Regions from separate parts of the Pan troglodytes genome. Here all the other regions are linked to region 3. The links are chromatin contacts, called in public Hi-C maps. All regions are on one chromosome and are shown on one strand. The core of a region is the stretch at or near the end of the contact, and the rest is flanking DNA. Distances in the headings are between cores, read along the strand shown. Region 1 has its middle 5.8 kb from the start of MIR9-2. Region 2 has its middle 370 kb from the start of CCNH. Region 3 holds the start of TMEM161B (transmembrane protein 161B).

Region 1 (4,278 bases), core at 791-3,290, 390 kb before region 3:
AGTTTGTCACTGTGATTGACATTGCAAAAGAAGATCATTTCCAAAAATATTTAAGAATATTCTGGCACCTCCCTAGGTGGATTCTGGTGTCCCCAGGAATACACTTCCTTTTTATGTTATGCCCCTCCCCCTACTTTCTAACTTTTTCCCCCTCATGATGTGTGTAAATCAGTTATCCTTCGGTTTAACATTCACGAAATCTATTTGACTGTAAACAGTCAGAAAAAGGAAACAAAACAGTTCAAAAAAAGTAAATGGAGTTGGTTGTGTATGTTTTACTAGGATGTCTATTTTAAATGTAATTGACTTTGCAATTTTGTTATTGTGTCACCAAGTGTCTCATAGTTCTTAACATGTAAGTGCAAAACAATGAGTAATTGCTGTTTTGCTGAATAATACATCTGAGTTGCCAACGTCAAAGGTATTATTTTGCGTATTTCTAAACAGGAACGTTAACTGCAGGTTTTGACATCTAGAATCTTTTCATGAAATACTTAGAAATAGGGTGATAAAATGATACCTGTAAAAGTAAATATAAAGATAGAACCCATTTATTTTCTTTACCCTACTTTGTTATACCAGAAAATTAACATTGAACAGTCACTCACTAATCAAATAATAAAGGATATAGGATAAACACAGTCATACAAAAAATACAAAACAACAACAAAAATGAAAATTGGATAAAGGTTAAAAAAAAGATTCAGGAAGACTTCTTCAGTGTCCTTGCTGAATGTGAATGGGTATTTTCACTAGTATCAATCCCTTAATGAAGTTGCCATTATGCATAATAATGAGATATGCATTATTTACATTCAAAATGGAATATTTTCCAAAGTGACTGTTCTTTAGGTCACCTTGAACAGTAAATTTTCCACCACAAGAGTTCTTTGTGTTTATTTTTAAAATTAAAATAATTTTCTTATTTGGAAAAATATAAAATTCTAATTTGATTTTTGTGTAGCCTGATGAAAATTAAGAAACCATTTAAATTATAAGGAAGCCATATAGATGAATACATATAAATATTTTAAGATATTTTAGCATTTTAGGAATTTTGACTTTTTAAAAATGGAGAGATGAAGCCAAAGGCTTTATTTTCCAATGTGGCTAGAAAATGAATGACAGTATGTAACTGTCTATGTATCTATTTTTTTCCCATGAATCTATACATCTGGAAATGTCACTGTGGTTTCAGAAAATTGATACCCTTTCCTCCCTAATGTGCTACAGTTAAGTAAAACACACCATAATATGTTGCATTTAGTGGGAGCTGGGGGTGGCAGTGGTGAGATGGGCAACACAGGACAAGGTGTTCTTTAAGACTAAGAACTTATTAGAATCAGTTATTGAGTAAAAAAGATATCTATAATGCTGGGTCGATTGTTTTAACATGACTACTTCGAGATAGTTAAACAGGTCCTACAGCAATTGGGACATGTAAGGCAGTTCTTCAGTGTCTCTGGATTTTAATGGATGGCTTTGTTAACCCTGTTTCTTTGCTCATCGGTTTCTTAACACAACTTAAACAACCTAGTACAGAAATCAGCAGAACCCTCTATTCCTATTTGCTCAGAGAACCCATTTCACCCCTTCTGGGAACTGTTCGACTTATTTGTGGAATTAATTCTAAGATGGTGAATGGAAATGGAAAGTATATAGTTGTGATTGATATTAAGGAATATTTATCTGCCCTCAATCAGGGCTGCGAGAGTTAGTGCACTTCCTTAGAAAGGTGATGACCATGTTTGAGGTGGGAGCGTGTGGCTTTCCGCTTTTCAGCCAACTGCCAGACCACAGGGGGTAGGGCTTTTAAAAAGTGCAGATAATCGACTTTATTCAGGGAAATAGGGAGTTTTGAGCCATATTTGTTCAAAAAGCAGCACATCACTGTGCTTGATGGTTTGACTTGGTTTTCGTTGAGCGCGGGCATAGCGCATTCTGGAGATCTAAAAATAGCCAGGCTTAGCCGCCGCCTTGCAAGGTACTTGGCGTGGGCGGTGCAAAGAGGAGACAGCCGACTCTGTGACTGGCTGCAGAAGCGGTTAGGCTAGGCAGTGGCAGCAGCGAAGGCGGCTGGCCCGCCGCGGGGCAGGACGACGCCTCCCGCTGACCGCCAACTGCCCGAGTCCTCCTGCAGCTGCTGCGGCTCGCGGCCCTCGCCTGAAAGCGGGCGTCTGATTGGTGTTTCCCGGGAGACAGGCTCCTCTAGCTGATGGAGCTGGTGCGCCGGCGCGCGCGCTCCCGGGTTGGCGCGCGACTGGGAGGCCGGGGGCGCGCTGCGGCCCGGGTAGCAGGCTGGGAGGCCGCCCAAGTTTGCGCTAGCTCAAGTTCCCGTGCCCGCGCTCGGCGCCTTGGAGGCTGCTGGACACCGGCGCGGAGCTGCGGGGCTCGGCAGGGGCGGGTCGTCAGACTGTCCTTTGCCTGGCACGCTGAGCTGCGTCCGCGAAGGCTATTCCGGTTTTTTTTTTTTTTAATTATTATTTGCCAGCCTCTCGGCCCCTAATCAGCGACCTTGGTCATTGCCTCTGCGCCACCTCCGGTCTGCGGTTGCTTGGGAATCCCTGAGTTGAGCTTGTGAATGGGGGTGGCGTCGAGGTTTAGTCACGCCTGGACGTCGGTTAGAGGCAGGCATCTCCCAGCGGCCACCCCCTGCCACAGGGCACCTTCCTCAGGCGGCACGCAACTTGTGGTTAAGAAGCTTTCTTTTGCTGACACTCGGTGTCTCTAGTTTTGCCCAGGCTTCTTCCCTGGACGTGATCAATATCATTGATATAGATATTGTGTAACCCCCAAATCCCCCCTCCCCGCCACCACCACACACACACCGTTATTAACTTAGTGAAAAGCTGCTAACGGAAAGGGTCTCCCTGCGGGGAAGCTGGGGGGGTGGAGCGGGGGCGGGGAAGTTTTGCTCGGTGGCCGGCGTTGGTGAGCGCTTGCCGCTCTGGGCCCTTCCCTGGGGCAACTCCCACTTCTACCCCCATTGCCCATAGGAGCTCAGGGCACATCTTACCCCATCATCAGATTTGCTGGAAATATTAATCTCCTTGTTGGGTGGATACAGTAGAACTTGTTCAGAGATTACTTTAAAAAGAGATCTGGGTCTTAAGCACTTACTAAAGCCAGTTAATAACATCATGCATGGACATTTAAACTTGTTGTAAGTTGCAGAGAGGATTAGCGGGAAGTCACGCTGTGCGCAGCTAATGATACCATCTTAACTCTAACTGGGCTAAATCCAACTCGCCCGGCACAGGTCCGGCTCTGCGGCCCTCGGGTGAGGCTAGGAAAGAGCGCCTTGGAAAGAGGCCTTGGAAAGAGGGCCGAGACTGGCGGAGCCGCCCCGATCCTTACTGCGGGTGACGGTCACTGGTCCTGGGAGGCTGCGGGCGGTCCTGCTGTTGCGTAGGCACGAGCCCAGGGACTGAGGCCCAGGCCTCCCGGTGCACACTGACACACCGCCGTCCGCGGGCTGAGCTTCAGTGACACCGAAGGGCACTGGCCAACATGTCAAAACAGTTTTGATTCCATGAACCAAAGGGCGCACAAGGTCTATTGCAAGCTCAGGTGAAGTCGTGGGACTCCAAAGGTAGTGGCTTTCTTGCTGCTGGTCGATTTGCATTACAGAGGCCGTTTACTTTCAATTCCACTTTTACAAAAGTAGTCAAGCTCTGTATTTCACAGGTAAATTTCGAAGGATATTATTAACAACTTCCTGTCATAGGCTTCCTCAACTACTTTCGGTCTGATTACTGTTTTAAAGCAGTTTGCTACCACTTTATGACAGGGCCAATGAGAAATAATCTTCAGAAAATGCTTCGAAAATGCTGCGTTATTAAAACACTTACCTAACAATATTCATTTAATTCTGTCACTAAGTAGCTGTCTGACAGATTTCGTGTTTTCTCTGAGTTTCTTTTAATAGTCACTGGCCCTCGGAAAACAAGTTATCAGGAGAATTTTAACTGCAACCTGGCTCTTGGCTTTTTTAAGTTTTAAATTCAAACTTGACAAGGTTAAGATTTTTTTTTATATCATTAATAGCTAGTGGGAGATTGGAAAAAACTGCAGACGCTAATCACTTTAATAGTTGGTGAAAACCTGTGAAAGGAACCACTTGAGAAAAGAGATGTGTGTAAAGAAAAAAAAAAGATAGACAATAAATACTTTCTCTGAATCAGGCCACAAAAAATGATCTACAGAATATTACCCAGAATGTCTCTTAAATCTTTGTCTTTTAGGGAAAAATGTCTTCCTACACACACAAATATATAC
Region 2 (4,688 bases), core at 2,025-4,524, 490 kb after region 3:
TTTTATGTGTTTAATCTTGTACTCCATAAAAGTGGGAATGCAGCCCTTTGTAACTGGAGACTGGTGGAAAACTAAGCGTTCTGAGGCTGATGAGACTGCACATGGAAATGGAGATTGTGGCTATCACTTTGGTCTTATTGGTGACCCAGCCTTGGTCACAGATTAAATACTTAGGGCAGTGCATTGTGGGAAGACACTTTGTGAAAACACTTGGAAAACTAGAATTAATATACTATGTTGATAAAGTTTTCTTGATTTTTGGAATAGTTGACTTAAGTTTGTGTGAAGGAATTAAATGAAATAGTCAACAATCAAGTATAATGTCTTCCCCAAATCAATGGGGGATTTAAAAAAACCATTTCTTCTATATTACTCATATTAAAGAGATATTAATTTCAGTCACATTAAGATGTTATATGCTTTCTCTGGCTTTCTTTAAAACCTCCTTATTTTCCTAATTTGTTCCAACAAGATTTTTATTTTAAAAGATGTAATTCAAACATGATATTCTGGTCTACAAAAGGGTAATTTTGCAGTTTTTAAAAGAAAGTACACTTATTTTATTAACAGTTTCCAAATTATTGGTGGGTCTCTTTTTAGTTTTTCTTAAAAATATACAATGACTTTGTAGAATCTTCACTACAGCATGAAACAAAAAATTTCTAGGTGAGAAAAACTTAAGAGCTTATTTCTGTATAATCACAACTCTGCTATTTAATGTTATTTATTATCACAGGGATCAATACTTAATTAGCTTAATGCTTAAATATTCAGCTATTTGAATATTTAATTATTAAATTATTTGATATTCAATTAACCTGGACAAAGAAGCCAATCAATATTAAAAGACTTTCTCCGAACAACAAAATAAAACAAATGTTTTGTTATTTAAGTGAGATTCTGATCAATAGATTTTCTTTTATATTTTATGAATTCTGACATTACAGAGAACTAATTGACAAATGAGAATACAATGCATTACTAATAATTTCAAATACTAGTTACATCTGCTTGGTGTGACTCCAAATATAATTTGAATTTGAATTTTTCTGCTTCGCCTACTGCATCTACAAAAGCATTTACAACATTTTCTACTCTTTTTCTCCGGTTGTTTGCATCTCTGGTTGTGTTGCAAATTTTATCAAACTCTTTGGACATACAAATACAAAAAGAACCAAAAAAGATTAGTCTATTTCACTTCTGCCCTATCACTTCTCTGCCATGAACACTTGAAAGTGTCCTGTTTACTCATTTTATGGAGTTCAGTCATTTATTCACATGGAAGTGCAAATTTAAAAAAAAATAAGTTTTAAAAAGGGTTTTTATTGAAATATTTCATTGTAATCCGTTATGGAGGCAATACTCCTGTCAGCATCAGTGAGAAGCTATTGGTTTTCTGCAAGCGATCAAACAGAACTGAGTGGGCAGCTTTAGAGCACATATATACACTCCCTGGTGGATTTTCAAGCACAAAGTAACTTAATGTCCCACTGATGTTAAGCAGTCAGTTGTCACGAAAAAGCTTAGTGGCCGTTCACAACCAGCTAAAATTATATTTCTAGCAATTGTTTTAGATCTGTATATAGAATAATTGACTTCAAAATGATTAAAGTATTTGTCTTGTTTTACATTCCTTATGATCAATTGACTAACCTGTTACTATGAATTACATAGAATGTCTAAGAGGAAAAAAAATCACCTGTGCACACATGGAGCTCCTATTTCAAGATATCTTTATCTATCTGTCTGCTTTATAGCAACACATTGTATAATAATAGTCATGGATTTAGGGAGCTTATATCCAAAGTGAAGATTTTCATGATATCAAAGATTAGAACCAATTCAAACATAATCCAAATGACTCATTTCACCTATTAATATGACAAATTAACATGTTCTTATAAACCAGAACTACACAGGGTAAAAACAAAAATGTAACACTATGAAGCAAGTTTTGCCAAGTTGCCCATTTGTTCTCCAATGTTTGCATTTTAAAGAGGTATAACTACATTATTGAATTCTTATTTTGCCAAATATTTTAGTTGAATGCCCTCATAAAATCTCCGGTTTTCATAAATTCATGGATATTAGGGCTAAAAGTGTACATTAAAAATGATACATCTTGCTCTGAGACACTATACAGGAAAAAAATAACTTTTCAGAGGTGGATAAAAACTGAAAAAAAAATGCTTTTAAAAATCTTTCAGTTTTTGAACTGGTATGATATTATACCAAAACTGTAAAACCCATTATACGTATAAACATAACTATATCAGTAGCATATGAAGTAAATTATGCACTTCAGTTCGCCAATGTGTAATATCATTTTTGATCATATGTAAATTTGCTATAAGAGGTTTTAAAAGGAATCTTTAAAAATATACCCCAAACGACAACAGATTTGTCATTCATGCACTGCTGAGCATAGAGGCCTAATTTTACCTTTTTGCTATTATTTTAAATTAAGGCACTTATCCGAAAGATCAAAACAGCTTTTACATTGGACACTTTGTGAAGGGAGATAGTGATAATATCTGGAGGAATATGGTAATTAGTCCTGTTGTGGAGGCACAGAGAGACGCCTCATGCATGTATTGGGAATCTGCAAAGACCAAATATAAAAGTATATCTCAAAGTTGGGAGGGTAGATTAGAAGGTGCCTAGTGATCTGGCAGAAACATTAAATAAAGCAAAAAACATTGCATTTATAAAGCAAGAACAAAGACATTTCCTTTTGCTTTGCTGGTAAAGAATATTAAAAGAGGACAACCTCCTTTTTGACAGCAGTTTTAAATCCAGCTTTTCATATTACAGTCCTTAATGAGGGACCCCACAATATCAGATGAAGAAAAACAAAGAGAATTTTTGATGAAAAAAAAAAATTAGGAAAAAGAGAGGGGATGACTGAGAATATGCAAACTTTGTCTGCAGTTGTTTGAGCACAGGCATAATGCTGAAGGGACTTTTTCCCTCTAACTACCTATTAAGGAAGGCTGCATAACAAATAGCAGACTATCCCCTAAAGAGCTGAAAGGTAAAGTTCTCAGGAAGCCCCAGTAAATACTGAAATGATTTTTACTATTCCAAATTTAATTCGACATTTTCTTAGTGTGTGTATGGGGAGGGCGGAATACCCCCTTTGTGTCCTAAAAAGTGTCATGCAACACAGAAAGATCTCTCTGAAAGAAAACGCATCTTACTTGACTAAACACTGAGCTCTCAGCGTGAAGAGAATAAACGCCTCAATGTTACACGCGGCCGTGTGGCAGAGCAGGTCCAATGCAGTGCTCTCACGCCATCTAGCGGCTTTGTGAGAAGTCTCTCTTCTGTGATCTCAGTGAGCCACTCCTGTTTGTATTTAAGTAGTGCCTATAATGCAAATGGAAGTGCAAATAGAAGAGAGAAATTGCCATAATTATTCAGAGAATTTGGACACAAAGTAGTTATTTTGCTTGAAAAATATAATTTTTCAGGATGAAATATTCCAGCAGTTTAAATACCCTGGCTTAAAATTTTTGGTGCCATTTTGGTTTAAGCGGAAGTGGTTTCAGAACTAGGGCCCTTCCTTTCACTTTTGTCTAATTATCTGCTACATCTCTTTCCTTTCTTCTTCTCTACTTTCCTTTATTTTCACATCATACTTTTCTTTAAAATTTCTGTTTTGATTTCAAATTTCTCAACGGCTTGAAGCTTTCTTTCTTTTTTTTTTTTTTTTTTTTGCTTGTATTCATCAGGCTTTTATTTTAATAAGATGCCCCCTTTGGCATTCTAATTTGAGACAATAATAGGTAATAAAATCAAAGAACCAACTTTCTGCTTCTTGGAAACACCCAAAATAGTGCTATCCTCAGATACTCTTCCCCTACCAACCCTCAGATGTGCTGCCCTGCAAGCAGCACTTGGAATGTCAAATTGCAAAGATACTGTTTACAAGCTATTTTAGCCACTCTCAGAAATACAAGTTTCCACTGTCATCTTTGCAAAATGGCATTATACACACTATTTATATGAATAGAAAGTGTGCTCGAACTTTGCTTAATGAATCAATCTTCAACTAGTGTAAAGTCTACTTAACCAAAATGACGTTTCATTCTTTTCCTATTTGAGAGTTATTTCATAGGCCTAGGCATTCTCCCTTTTGATACCATTGAGTCACACATTTTAATATTACATTTATTATATCTACAGATGGAAACTCTTATACTCTGAAAATATAGTTTCCTTTTTGGATAATGTGAAAAATTAAATTTACAGTGTTTTCATTGAGATACCTTTTAATGATACAAAGAAGCTAATTGCTATATTTGTATAACAAACATCTGCATAGTATTAGTCATGAACCAGGATTAAAGTTTCTAAATCACCAATAAAAGGGGCTGTTGGTGGGAAACTAAATAGGAATTTTGAAGACCCCATGTATTTTATTGCGTTTGGGAATCAATAAGAAATACAAGTTGCGACTTTCTCTACACATGTGGTGTTCAAAGACCGATAAATATTTTAAATCAAACATCCTTACTTGAAGGGATTTAGTAAATTAATTTAGTACTTGTTGAAGAGGTGTGCACATTTAACCTTTCAAACATTATAAGTAATATACAAGTGGAAAATAATTTTGTTTTTTTGTTTATATTAAAAATTCACTTTCAAGGATTCAATTATGAACAAACAAAAATTCATAAAATCTG
Region 3 (4,083 bases), core at 1,276-3,775:
AGATTATGCTCCTAATTCCCTTGCTGAAACTACTGAATTTCTTTTCATCTCCATCTATCTTTTCTTCCCTTTCATAACTGTCCCCTTTCTTTGTATCTTCGTCAAAGACACTCACCTATTTTAAATAATGGAAACAGAGAAATTACTGTACTTCAAGGCAGGCAACCAATAGATAATAATATTATTCTACCAAATAAAAAAGACTGGGTGGCACTACCTTAAAACATATATCCATTTTAATCATTAAATAGCATTACTTATATAACAGATTTTTCACATGTAATTGAGAGAACTGTGTGAAACAGAACATTAAAGGATATTAATCAAGAGTTATTCATCAACTTGCCATACACCAAATAAGGAACATTGCACTCTGTGATCTATTAAAAATGATAAGCAGATAATCAAAACTGCGATTTCTTTTCATGGTTTTACTCTGGCAGGAATGGATTCCATTCTGATAGTAATTCCAGTTTTACTGTCACATAGAAGGAGATACTTTGCGAACCTCAGTGACTGCCAGGTTTAGGACAGATATTAAGAACCACAGTGTCAGAAATGAAAGAGTACAACTTCACAGAATGTGTTGTCTCTGACAGGTTGATAGCCACTTACCTTCTCCATCTTTTCTTCCTCAAGGATAGCAGCTGCTTCCCACAGATACACCAACAGGCAATTCCAGCCCCTCTCTACCACACTTACCATTTGCAGGTGCCTGTGGCTTGTCTATTTACAACCTTGTCCCTACACAGCAGAAGCGGAATCCTTCAGGAAGTTCTGGATTCATCCTCAGCAGGATCTGTTTCACAAACTATTCTCCAGTCCCACCTTCCCTCCAGGTATTCTGTCAGTACTTACGATTCCTAGATCTTCTTTAATTGTCACGCTGTTCGTCCCCTCACAAAATCAAGTTTAAACTAAAAAAAACAAAACAAAAAAAACCCCTCATACACTCAGTCTGTGTCCCCTTTCTTGACATAAAATAACTGGCCCTGTGCATGCTTCTTTTGGATGGCTGAGAACCCCGATTCCTTTGGGCCATTTACAGCTTGGATACCATACCCTCCAGGTACTTTGATAAGCAGGGTGAAATTTAATATCTATAACAACGCCTGCCTACTCAACCTTCTTAACTTCTCCCAAAACTTCCTAGTTTCCCTTCCCAATTCCAACTTCATAACAAAACATCACACTATGGCACAAAGTGAATTCATGGATGAAATTACTAACAGCTACAACTTAAGTAAGGACCCCAAGTCGTGAGACAAATTTCTGGGTTGAAAGTGCTCTGTATATCCATTTCAAGCCTGCCTCCAGTACGATGTCTCATTATAATCAAATAAAAAGGCAGAAAAAGTTGAATGGAATAGTTTGGAAAAAACACAAAATTAAAAGGTGTATGAGAGTTTCACTTATTTGCATCTGATATAAATATCTATACATCTATAGAAAAAAAAAACCCTCATACACTCAGTCTGTGTCCCTTTTCCTGACATAAAGCAACTGGCCCTGTGCAAGCTTCTTTGGGATGGCTGAGAACCCCGATATATCGATATATTTATAGATAGACGTCTACATATCTATCCAAATATCTATATCTATCCATATATCTACCTATCTGTATCTATCTATATCTATATCTATCGATCGATATCTATCTATATCTATCTATCTAGACTTCCCTGGTGAGGGAGTGAACCGCTGCCTGACGGGGGCCAAGACTGGCAGAGCAGAGACGCGGTTTGTACATGAGGGGAGGTGGTGGCCAGAGCAAAAGTGAACCGCAGGCTAGGCAAAGACCACAGCACACAGCCATACAGGTGTCCAGGACCGTCAGATCCCAGAGCATCTATCTATATAGATAGGTATCTATATGGAAAACGTCCAAATTGGGACGTATTAAAGAGGCAGAATTTTCTTCCTGGGTTCTCTGCTCTTGGTAGATGTTCTTCCGGCTTCAATTGCCACCTGTGAATAGTGAAGAAACTTCTCACTATGAGATTCCATTGCCCGGAAGGAGGGTAGAGCTACGGTACCCACTAAGGCAGGGAACAGAAGCAACAGACGGACAGGTCTGTGGAAATGAGGATATGCTAATAAGGGACCGAGTCAGGAAAACTAGAGGGTAACAAGAGGGCGTCAGTTAAGCTGAGACAAAATGACGGCCAAAGGTGGTCTTTACTCTCTCTAAATCACCTGGGTCTGGAGTCGACTCCCATCGCGCACCCTCACTCCCACCCCTGGCCCCCTCCCGCCCCCCACCCGCCCCCCTCCCTCTCCCCTCCCGCTCCCCACACCAACGTGTGCCTCCGTCACCTCTCAGACAGTGGATGCGTTCCTGCTGAAACCACCCAATCTACCTCAGGGTGCTCGCAAGCGCAGCCACCACGATCCGCCCGCCCACGTACCTGTGCTGCGCCTGCGCCTCCTCCGCTCTCTCAAGGTCAGCACCGCCCCCAGCCCATAACCTGGCACCCACGGAAGTTGCTTTAGAGGACGTCCTGCGTATCTTCACCTCTGCGTGGCGTGGGGTCGACGGCGCTCTGGAGAAGGGAGGAACTTCCTGTCCCGCGCGCGCACAACTTCCGGCAGAGCCGGAAGACCCTCTCTTTCGCTGTTTGAGAGTCTCTCGGCTCAAGGGCCGGGAGGTAAGAGGTTTGGGACTGCCCCGGCGACTCCAGGGTGTCTGGTCCACGACCTATCCTAGGCGCCATGGTGAGTTCTTCTGTGAGGGCAGGAGTGACAACGGTGGGGCGAAAAGGGCGGGGAGGTCAGTACTGTGAAAAGAGCCATCAGGTGCTCTGCTCAGAATGGAGTTGAAACGTTGGGATGAGCTGCTGGGTAGGACCCACCACCTATCTCAGGGTGTCTGAGCCCCTGAGGAAGCAGCATTCCGCCTACCTGTCTGGGAGACTAGCGGGCCGGAGGCAGGGGCGTATCTGTCAGGGAGTATGGACTGGGTAGCCTGCCTGTTCATGGCCCGTTTACTGTGTATGGCCTGTGGCGCCAGGTGATCCCAGAGTTGACCTTGCCGGGTCAGTCACCTCTTCTGCGCCCCCTTCTCCAGCCGCGGAACAGTGGCCAAGAACTTCAGATCTTAGAAATGCTTTTAGCCTCTCCAGGTGGACACAACGGGTCTCCTTGTATAAGATCAACACCTGTCATTTAAAGAAACGGCAGTCCCCTTATTCTTTACACTTAGCCATTTCATAATTGAAAAGGGTGTCAAATAAAAAACCCGAGTTTAGTAAGGACAGACTTTATTCGAAAGGAATATTGCAGGGGTGTGGAGGAAGGTTGAAGGAACTGTTGCAGTAGGGAGAATGACCGTAAGATTTGCATGCACCTTAAAGGTTAGGCAGAAAGGGTTTGTCTTTTGTTGGTAGGGGTAAATAAGATGTCAGGAATTGGGATGAAAATGTGGGTATGATCCGGCAGTAACCAGATAATGTTTTACCCTGAGCCCATGTATTCTGAGGAGGAGCTGTTAGGAGAGGTTTGTATATGTTGTTTCAGACTGAGGGAAGGACAAAATTCAGGTACCCGAGAGAAGAGAATCTTAAAGTTTGGTTAATAAGTATTTTGTTCCGATTGATCTGTGGGACAGGTACTTCAGCAAGTCATTTACGAAGCAAAGGATGGGAATTAGAAGGGTCTAGTTATGGCCTTGTTATAGGTAAACAAGGGGTAGGGGGGTATGGATCAACCCTTAGTCTTATCTGAATTCTACAGGAAAGATGATTCTTTGCAGTAAGCCAATTTCTCAGAACACAAACGGGGGCAAGGGGTTTCTTAACCTTTGCTGTTTTTCAAGATCACGGGGCTCTGGTGAAGTTCATTATTGTCAGTTTCTTCACCGTATACAAGATTTCAAACCCTCACTTGCAGAGGCTTTTGTCCTGGAATTTAGCTTCAGTTCGTCTTATATTTTCAGGGCCAAATATTGCCAACATTCAGTTAATGTGTGTGGTGATTGGCTTTTGAATGACTTTTAGAAACTTAGCTGAATGTAGAACAAAGACCTTCAAAATAATGTAGTTCCTGGTGCACTTTACCAGATAACCTATCTCTTTAAAGTTTTTT

The links. Hi-C and Micro-C count contacts between places; a contact is called where the count stands out from the background.
Region 1: a Hi-C map of stem cell-derived neural progenitor cells shows a contact between it and region 3, with 4 times the contacts expected there. The contact joins the enhancer-like site here to the promoter of TMEM161B in region 3. A contact is called at or near these places in 1 of 7 Hi-C or Micro-C datasets (stem cell-derived neural progenitor cells), 1 of 1 datasets of contacts at active chromatin or transcription factors (stem cell-derived excitatory neurons) and 1 of 1 other capture datasets (stem cell-derived neural stem cells).
Region 2: a contact with region 3 is called in a Hi-C map of stem cell-derived neural progenitor cells, with 5 times the contacts expected there. The contact joins the enhancer-like site here to the promoter of TMEM161B in region 3. A contact is called at or near these places in 2 of 7 Hi-C or Micro-C datasets (induced pluripotent stem cells and stem cell-derived neural progenitor cells) and 1 of 1 datasets of contacts at active chromatin or transcription factors (stem cell-derived excitatory neurons).

The regions. Positions count from the first base shown.
Region 1 is chr4:27,486,146-27,490,423 of NHGRI_mPanTro3-v2.0_pri, forward strand. No RefSeq gene overlaps it. Among named protein-coding and RNA genes, the nearest start is that of MIR9-2, 5.8 kb to the left of the region's middle. Within about 2 kb of position 2,041, at least 17 of the 24 cell types and tissues checked have an H3K27ac peak or open chromatin away from gene starts, as enhancers often do. A contact at or near this core is called in stem cell-derived neural progenitor cells, where this site is marked.
Region 2 is chr4:28,367,812-28,372,499 of NHGRI_mPanTro3-v2.0_pri, forward strand. No RefSeq gene overlaps it. Among named protein-coding and RNA genes, the nearest start is that of CCNH, 370 kb to the right of the region's middle. Within about 2 kb of position 3,275, at least 6 of the 24 cell types and tissues checked have an H3K27ac peak or open chromatin away from gene starts, as enhancers often do. A contact at or near this core is called in stem cell-derived neural progenitor cells, where this site is marked.
Region 3 is chr4:27,876,335-27,880,417 of NHGRI_mPanTro3-v2.0_pri, forward strand. It overlaps TMEM161B (transmembrane protein 161B), which reads left to right and starts at 2,526. Exons shown (of 13, transcript XM_063810278.1): 1 at 2,526-2,715. The coding sequence starts at 2,713. It overlaps LOC104006383 (a long non-coding RNA gene), which reads right to left and starts at 2,546. Exons shown (of 5, transcript XR_010156890.1): 1 at 2,409-2,546; 2 at 859-917.